2 separate regions of the Arachis hypogaea genome follow, and region 1 is linked to region 2. The links are chromatin contacts, called in public Hi-C maps. All regions are on one chromosome and are shown on one strand. The core of a region is the stretch at or near the end of the contact, and the rest is flanking DNA. Distances in the headings are between cores, read along the strand shown.

Region 1 (4,113 bases), core at 1,409-3,908, 34 kb before region 2:
CGCGAAGAGAATGGACGAAGTCATTCTCGAGTTGCGAGCGAATGTCGTCGGAGAACTGGCTACTGTAATCAGAAAAACATAGCAATTCCCATTTCAAGAAGTTTTGGAGAGCCGGGATTGGAAATGAGAAGAGAGAGAGTTTGAGTGTTATTTACCTGGAATTGATACGGAAGGTAGCGGGCAAGGGAGTTCTAAGAACAGAGACGAACTGATCCCACTCGGTGGTTTCGACTATGCATTGGCCCTTGTAGTAGGCATCGAAGGACGCGTTTTCAGTGGCGAACGGAGTCCACGTAGGATTGGGATTGGGATTGGGATCGTTAGGGTCGTTGGAGGGAGCGCTGCTGTTGGCGTTTGGATCGGACTTGGAACGCTTCCAGACATTGTCTCTACTCTGACGGAAGTGTTTTCTCTGCGTGCGAGACCTGCCTCCTCTCCCGCCGCCTCCCATAACGGTCTTTGCCGCTGCTTCTTCTGCGTTCGAGTAAGAGTAGGCGAGTAAGTGCTGCCGAGTCTGGCTCGCGCACAACACAAGGCAGCCAATTGCGGTACTGGTTTTCCCGTAGGGTTTAGAAAATCGCGGCAACCGCTAGTGGGCGCTATTTGGGCTTTTTTCATGGACCTGTTTTTTCTTTGTAACCGAGTTAGAGCACAAACTTCCAAGCCCAAAAGTAATGTTTAGTGCTTTTTTGTTGAGGAAAAAGAGATTTAGAAACCCAAACAAGAAAAATTAAGGGTGTTTTTATTTTCTGTTTTTATTTTCAGTATTATTTTATTTTGTGAAGAAAAAAGTGAAAAAAGAGGTAAAAATAAAAAACATGATTTTATTGTTTTTATTTTTTTTGCAAAATTTAAAAAATAAAATACACTGAAAATAAAAACAAAAAATAAAAAAGCAGACCAAACGCATCCTAAGAACCTATAAACTCTAAAACTTCCACTCATATCGGATGATAGAGCCTGAAGAGTATCTGGCAGGGTCTTTTAAAAAATGTGAGTTCACATGAGAAGATTCTGCCCTTTCTTAGCAAAAGATCTATGCCAGTATTAGCTTCTCTCAAGGTATGTTTCTAACCTACATGATGTAACATACTCACCAAGATCTTAATGTCTTCCAGCAAAGGTTTAACAGGATGCAAATTTAAGCAGCCTTTATTGATAAAATTTATAGCTGACTAGGAGTCTAACTCAATGATGAGGTACTAGAAGTTGGGAGCAACAACAATACTAAGCCCTTTAGCAATCTCTCGCAATTTTACATGAGTAATCAAACACCTTCCTAGATTGCAAGAAAAACCCAATACGCACCTACCCAAATGATTTCTAAAAATACCTCTAAAAGCTGCATTTTTGTTCTCCGAGAAGAATGATCCATATACGTTTAACTTGGTGTAGTGCCCTAGGGGCAGCCACCGAATTAGCTTATTAGTATCCTTCCTGGTATGATACAAGGAGGACCGAAACTTCATGGTGTACAGAATTTTATCACTCCATGCTCAAATTGAACTCGTCGCAACACTCGGCTTCACCCTTTTTCCTTCGAAGATAAAAGAGTTACGATAAAACCAAAGAGAATAACTAGTAACTCAAAACTTACAAGCCTAGTCACTTCTTGCTAATACATTCCTAGTGAACCAATCCTTGAGGCTGAGATTAGAGAATTTGAACATAGCCTCATGAGGTTTCAAGAGACTCCACACAGACTTGGCATAGAAACAGTATTTGAGAACATGCAAGGAGTTCTCTTCTTAACGGTTACATCTGGGGTAGTTGGCATCCGTTGCTAAGTATCTTTTCCTTCTTTTACATTCGTTAGGATTGCATTGTTAGAAACTAGCCACATGAAGGAACGAATTCTTTCCAGACTATACCACTTACAAACTACCTTGAAAGTCTGATATGAATCTACGAGAATTTTATTGAAAAAGTTGTAGGCCAATTTGAGCTAAACGTCCCATCAGATGTTAGCGCCCAAGCAATAGAATATGGACACTTTCATGGAGACAAAGGCGATAGTGCTTGAATTTTTCTCACAATGTAATCAAGGAGTCACTCCCTGAGCTTACTCTCGTCCCACTCACCTGAAACAGAAAGAAAGCCAGTTAGACACAAACTTGATACGGACTCTGTTATCACCTGTTCCAAATATTAGGTTAAAGATCGGAGATTGGGCACGCAATTATGATTCCAGAACTTAATGTTAGCACCATCACCAATGCACCAGATATGGTTCTCATCGACCCCCTTCCAAGCCGAACATATCCTTTTCCAAAGATTCGAGGAATTATTTTTCCTTTCTACTCTTGGCAGCAAATCGCTCACACATTCGTAGTTGGCCCTGACCACCCTTGCCCATAAAGCATCCTTCTTCTCCACAAGGCCCCAACCACTCTTTATCATAAAGGTTTGGTTAACTTCACGAGTATGGCGGATGTCAAGCCCTCCCGAAGTTTTTGGTCTGCTAAGATCCCTCCAATTGATGATATGGATTTTTCTAGATTGTTCAGTCTCTCTCTAAAAAAGATTCTACATTTACGATCAACCAAGTTACTAGTAAAAATTGGTAAAAGAATAGTTTGCATAGTATAACTTGGAAAAGAAGAGAGAACAGATTTCACCAGTATAATTCTTTCTGCTGGAGACAATGAAGCATCTTTCAAACTGTTTAGTCTATAGTTCATCTTGTTAATAATGTCATTATATGTGTTTTTTGAGACCTTACAGTGGAGGAGAGGAATACCAAGGTACTTTTCCAAGTCATCAGTTTTGGAGAACTTAAGGATACTACTTATCTGACTTCTCATATTATCACCCACATTCTTCAAAAAGAAGATACGCATCTTTTCATTGCTAACTTTTTTACCCGACCTAGAGCAGAAGGCCTCAAGTACCTTATTAATAACCTCACCTTGGTCCATAGTTGCTTTCGCAAAGAGAATTAAATCATCAGCAAAACGTAGATGAGAAAACTCAGGGCACTCTTTGTTCAGCTTGATAGGCTTCCAAATGTCATGATCTTCAACAACAATAATGAGATGAGAGAGCCTTTCTATACAAAGAACAAAATTATAAGGAGAAATAGAGTCATCTTGCTAAATTCCTCTTTAAAAAGAGAACTTGTCCAAGGTTTTCCTATTCCGTAGAATCCTAATCCTCGTGAAAAAATAGAACTGGTTACCATCAAGATGAACTAAGGGGCATCCCAATATCAACCAGAGTGTCTTCACAAGTCTTTTTTAGATCGATTTTAATCGCCATCCATCCTTTTAGACATTTTTTTAATCTTCATAGAGTGGATAATTTCTTGGGTGATGATAATATTATCAAAACTATGTCTCCCTGGGATGAAATTATATTGGGTTGGCTGCACTAGCTTTTCCATAACCCTCCATAGCCTTTGGGCCAGAATTTTGGTGATCACTTTGTATTTGAGACATTACATAAACTGATAAGCTTTATTTGATTTAGATTAGTAATAAGTAAAGGTCTCATTATCTCTTTGATTTTCTGAGGCTGGAAGAAAATCTTCTCAATCATCCTACACAAATTCGGTCCCACAAAATCCTATTTTTTCTAGTAAAAGCCTGCCTAAATAGTAAATACCATCTTTTTTAGATACCTTTAAACTACCCTTGCTAAAAAGAGAATCTTTAATTTTCTTATAGGAGACATTACAGCCAATCAGAGTCCTATCTTTATCACTTAATGTCTAAAAAGCACCATTAATCATAAAGGGAACATTAGGGAGATCATCACAATATAGATTAGTATAGGAAGTCGTGGCCATTACTTCAAGGATGTGACTATCATGTATCCAATTACCCCCTTCATCCTGCAAAGAAATAATCTTATTCCTCCTTCTTCTGACCATAATGGTACCATGAAAATATTTAGTATTTCTATCGCTGTACTCTATCTATTTGCATGTAGACTTTTGAAATTATAACATCTCTTCTTGGGAAAGGAGACCTTCATATTCTTTCCAAAGAGTAACTTCGAAATCTTCTAAATAAGGGTTGTAATTCACACTCAAGTCATTCATGATGCCATGCAATCTTCTTAGAATTCTACTTTTCCTTCAAAAGATATTCCCATGTACTGTGGAATTTCATA
Region 2 (4,705 bases), core at 1,980-4,479:
CTATAATATAAAAGGGTTGTACCAACTCTATTTCAAATTGTGGAAAATATGATCATAAGGTTGATGGCTACTCGAAAAGGGAAAAAGACAATCCAAGAATTTCGACAATGAAAACTGCCAATAGTGGCTAGACCACCCATACCTGAGTCAATAGCTCTGAATTTCAAAAACACTCGGATAAGAAAAGTGCTGAAATACAAAAAGGAAAAGAAATCATGGAGAACGAGAATTAGGCGCAGAAAATATGAGAATCAGTTATATCAATAATTTGATAAACCCAATGGCCAAATCTGCAACAAATCCGCTTAATGCATCAGAAATTAATGATAAAAATCATTTTGGGTCCTGGATGGAGGATAAGAAACCATAGCACAGAAATAACAAGAAATTTGGCAAGATATATTCTTCAAAAAAGGAAGGACAATAAGAAAGGTAGGAGCTAGATTCAGCCACAATAGCGAAAGAAAATGAATAATGGGAGAAATTTACATATATGTAATAAAGGAGTAACAAATAACAAGAATCCAAAAAGAAAGAATGCTGAAATAAGAAACAATCAATAGACAAGATCAAACCAGAAAACTCTAAACAAAGCTAAACTGCTGTGATTTTCCAAGCTACCACCAGTAATCCTGAATAAGGAAAAGACAAAGAGAGTAGCAATAATCACTAATGATGGTTATCAATGGCTAAGAGAAGAAGGGGTTGAATTTTGGCTTCCTTTTAATATATGTTTTAATCCTTTCGTTCTGTTGAAATACTTTAAGTAGAAATAGCAAAGACTGAGGCTTTGTCTTATAACGCGGCAGGAGCCAAAATAGAGTCACATGTAAAGTGTGATACAGAGGAGTGTAACTGATTAGTAGAATCAGGAGATACTTTTGTTTTGTCTCCTATAATGCAGAACAAAAAACAGAGAAGAGAATAGAGAATGACACACAGATGTATCCTGGTTCAGCTACCCAATATAATATAGCCTGCATCCAGTCTCCATCGCAACAATTATAGAATTTCACTATCTTTTCAACAGATTACAGTCACCAATTCTTCCTAGGATCTACCCAATCCTATCTGGGACAAGTCCAGATTTTAACCCAACCTAAACTTGACTATGACTCACCCTAGCTTTCAACAACAAAGTGCTAACTCAACTTGGAAGGGAATCCCCTCAGTATCATGATAACAAAACAGAAATATATACAAAGAATTTTTGAAATAACTTAGACTTTTTCTCCAAGCCTAGCTCACTGCCTTTTTTCACTCATTGACTTTTTCTTACAAACCTCACAATGTTTGCCTTTTTCTAATGAAACTCAGACAGACTAAATTGAGAAAAAGAATTACAAAATGACAACTATGAAGGAGAAGAAAAAACAGCTCAGTGAGCTATAGGAACCCCAAACGTTGTGCTCTCATTCGTTGTCTCAATCATTGGCCGGTCACCCCTATTATAGAGGAGTGAAGCTTTCAGGGCTTGAAACCTTGCTTCAGCACATGTTGGTTCTCTTCTCCCAATACAAAGATGCAGCAACAGCGTTCATAGAGGAAAGAGAGGGTAGAAGCAGTGACATACAACCATACCTTTAGTCTTCTCTTTCAACATTTTTATTCATGCTTCTTGAATCTGGGCCGTGCGTTCTTGCTTTGATTCCAAGTTTGATTTTTTTATCGTTGATGAGCAGTAGAGCACCATTGACTTCACTTTTTTCATAGTTTTTTAGAATAGTGCTTGTGACCCAGTTGATTTCTTCAATGTTCCTTGATGAAGCACAAATAAAAAAATCTCCTTATTATGATTTTCTTTTTTGATGTGATCATTCTCCTTGTTGTAGCCCTTTTTTTCTCTTGCTTGCTTGAATTTGAAAATAAGCTTTTTGTTCTACCCTTTGCCCTAGCTTCAGAACGTTCCCATTCTTTCTTTTTGTTACAGATGGTGATGTGATATGAAAGAAAGAGTAGAGAGAAGAGAGAATTTTGGTTTGGTGGGTGAAGTGAATTGTTCAAATGAAATGGAATTAAGCCACTTAGTTAGAACCTAAGTTGGAGGAATGGATTTGAATATGGACAACCGGCTTAGGCTTTATGTTTGTTTTTGGGCCAATTTGTTTTCTTTCTTCTCATGGTTCAGCCATTTAATCTTTGGATCAAGATTGTTAGAATGAATAGTTTGTTCAAGCTGAACTTGATATTGGGCCATATTTCTTTTCTTATCTTCTTTTTTTAGATTGTTTGCTTTCATAGCAATTCATATTATGATATGAGTGCTTTGTTTGAATCATATTGGATAGATGCAATATGGGCTTATTTTTCATACTTTTTGAGCCAATGTGAATTAATTAATTTCCTGCACACAAACACAACAAAATCATACAAACAAATAATCCAATAATGTTTAGTCATCACCTTAATGATAGTTTAGTTTTCTAAACTCAACAACTAGAAAATACCGGAAGCAATACAATTGGGTAAGTCAATTTCTTAAAACCCTTTATGCTAAAGATATGGAAACCAACTTAATTTCTTAAAACCCTTTATGCTAAAGATATGGAAACCAACCCTTTTCCCATCTCATGGTATTTTTTAGGTTGCTAGACCAAAAATATGAATATGTTGGCAGGGAGGTTAAGCTAGAAAAGATCAAAGAGGCCATCTTAAGTATGAAAAATTGGAAGGTGCCAGGAAGTGATAGGATTTCTACCAAGTTTTTCAACATTCGTAGAATATTGTTGCCAATTTGGTTATGGAGTGGGTAAAGTTTGTTTTTTAATGAACCTAGTAAGATTGCCTAGGCTACTAAATCGCTACATCTATTATTCCCAAGATTCCTTTTTCTAAAAATTTTAGTAATTTTAGACCTACTAGCCTATACAATATTTTCTATAAGATTATCACTAAAATTATTGTTACTAGACTTAAAATTTTTATGTCTACTCTTATTTCTAACACTTAAGCAAATTTTATTTTCTAGCAAGATTAATTTAGATAATATTCTTGTTGCACAACAAGTGATACACACTATGAGGAACAAGAATTATGAAAAACGATCATGACCATCAAAATAAACCTGGAAAAAACCTATGATAGATTAAGAGAGAGAGAAAAAGGGAGAGCATGCATTTTTGCCATATTGTCGTGTTCACACGGGTGCTATTAAGTATTTTTATTAGAGCAAGACAAATTACAAGAGTTCACAATTTTTGAAACAATAGCGTGTGAGCAATGTCCTAATCTCCTATGCCAATCTAACAGGCTAGCTTTATACTATGTAAGAAAAACATGAAAAGGGGTAGTATCATCAATCTGCTTAGGGATCTTAACATTTTCAAAAACATAAACCCCTTTCCTGAGTTGTCCTTGAAGTAGAATTTCTTTATTGATCTGTGACTTCACAAGATAGTGAAAAGTAAAAAACTCAAAAAACACATTATTGTCAAGACGGAATTTAGAGACACTAAAAAAATTTTTAGCAACTAGAAGATTAAATAATATATCCTTCAGATAAAAATAGTGTTGTGTAAGAATATTTGTTAAAATAGAATTACCAAAACTCTATATTGGTATACCTACACCATTGGCCATGAATAATATCTGGTCTAATATAGTCTGATACTGTCATGAGATTTAATTGATCATTAGTAAGGTGATGACTAGCACCCAATCAGAATTCTAAGAAGAGTCAGAAATTGTAGAAATGGCCAAGAATGATTAAGAATTGTGAAAAGAGGATGGTGGAGGATTGTTAAGAAAAATTTTGAAAATAACCATGAAAAATTTGGTCAAACCTGTAGAAGCATCGCAATGCAGAATGGCCAATTTGATTACAAAGATGGCAATTGGGTCTTGAATTGTATTGCCCAGGAGTTTTGTATCTTCTACCAAAACGTCCCCCTCAAGCTCCTCTTCTACCATCATTGTTTCTTCCAAAAAACCTGGACTAAGATGAAGCAGGTTGTGCAAGATTCGCATGAGCCATATTAAGAAATGTTTGTCTAAATCATTCCAGCATTTCTTCATGAGAAACAAACATGGATTCAATTTCTACCATAGTGTATAGTTCATATTTGGCTTGAATGGTGGTAATACAATTTGAAAAATTCACAGGCAGGACATCACAAAGAGCAGAAATATGATCTTTACTTGGGACAGCGTAACTAATAGCAAGAAATGAGTCAACAATAGTCTTTACCTTAGCAATGTAATCAGTAGTAGAAAGATTAAATTTCTTAATGCTCTTGAGTTGTGTTTGATGGTTGTTTTAATAGAGGAAGCAAAATATTGCTCGATCTTGGTCTACAATTCATAAGCTGATTCACAACAAACCATGCGATTCTGAAGTCATTATCAACAGATGCAAGCAACCAAAAGCAAAGATTATAGTCATATTGTATCCACTTTATATCGGTAGAAGAGGTGGTGCCAACAGCATCTGCATCAGAATCATACATTTTTTGAAATTTTTCTTTTAAAATGTGATCTTAAAGACTTTGGCCTCGAATGGTAAACAAAGCAAGTCGCTGTCAGGTAACATAATTCGTCTCTGTGAGTTTATCTGGAATGGGGTTGAGAAGACCTTAATTGGTTGCAGAGAGAGCAGTGACAAGGGCCATGGATCAAGAACCAAAAGCACCTGATACCATGTGAAAACTAGGAGAGAAAAGGGAATTGAATTGTAATTAAAAAATTTTAATTGTATTTGTGAATTGTT

The links. Hi-C and Micro-C count contacts between places; a contact is called where the count stands out from the background.
Region 1: a contact with region 2 is called in a Hi-C map of leaf, with 2.0 times the contacts expected there. The contact joins the promoter of LOC112792192 here to the enhancer-like site in region 2. A contact is called at or near these places in 4 of 8 Hi-C or Micro-C datasets (leaf and an unstated tissue).

The regions. Positions count from the first base shown.
Region 1 is chr13:140,064,158-140,068,270 of arahy.Tifrunner.gnm2.J5K5, reverse strand. LOC112792192 reads right to left here and starts at 2,658. Exons shown (of 14, transcript XM_025835328.3): 1 at 156-2,658; 2 at 1-62. The coding sequence starts at 451.
Region 2 is chr13:140,029,990-140,034,694 of arahy.Tifrunner.gnm2.J5K5, reverse strand. No RefSeq gene overlaps it. Among protein-coding and RNA genes, the nearest start is that of LOC112792188, 13 kb to the right of the region's middle. Within about 2 kb of position 3,229, at least 1 of the 3 cell types and tissues checked has open chromatin away from gene starts, as enhancers often do.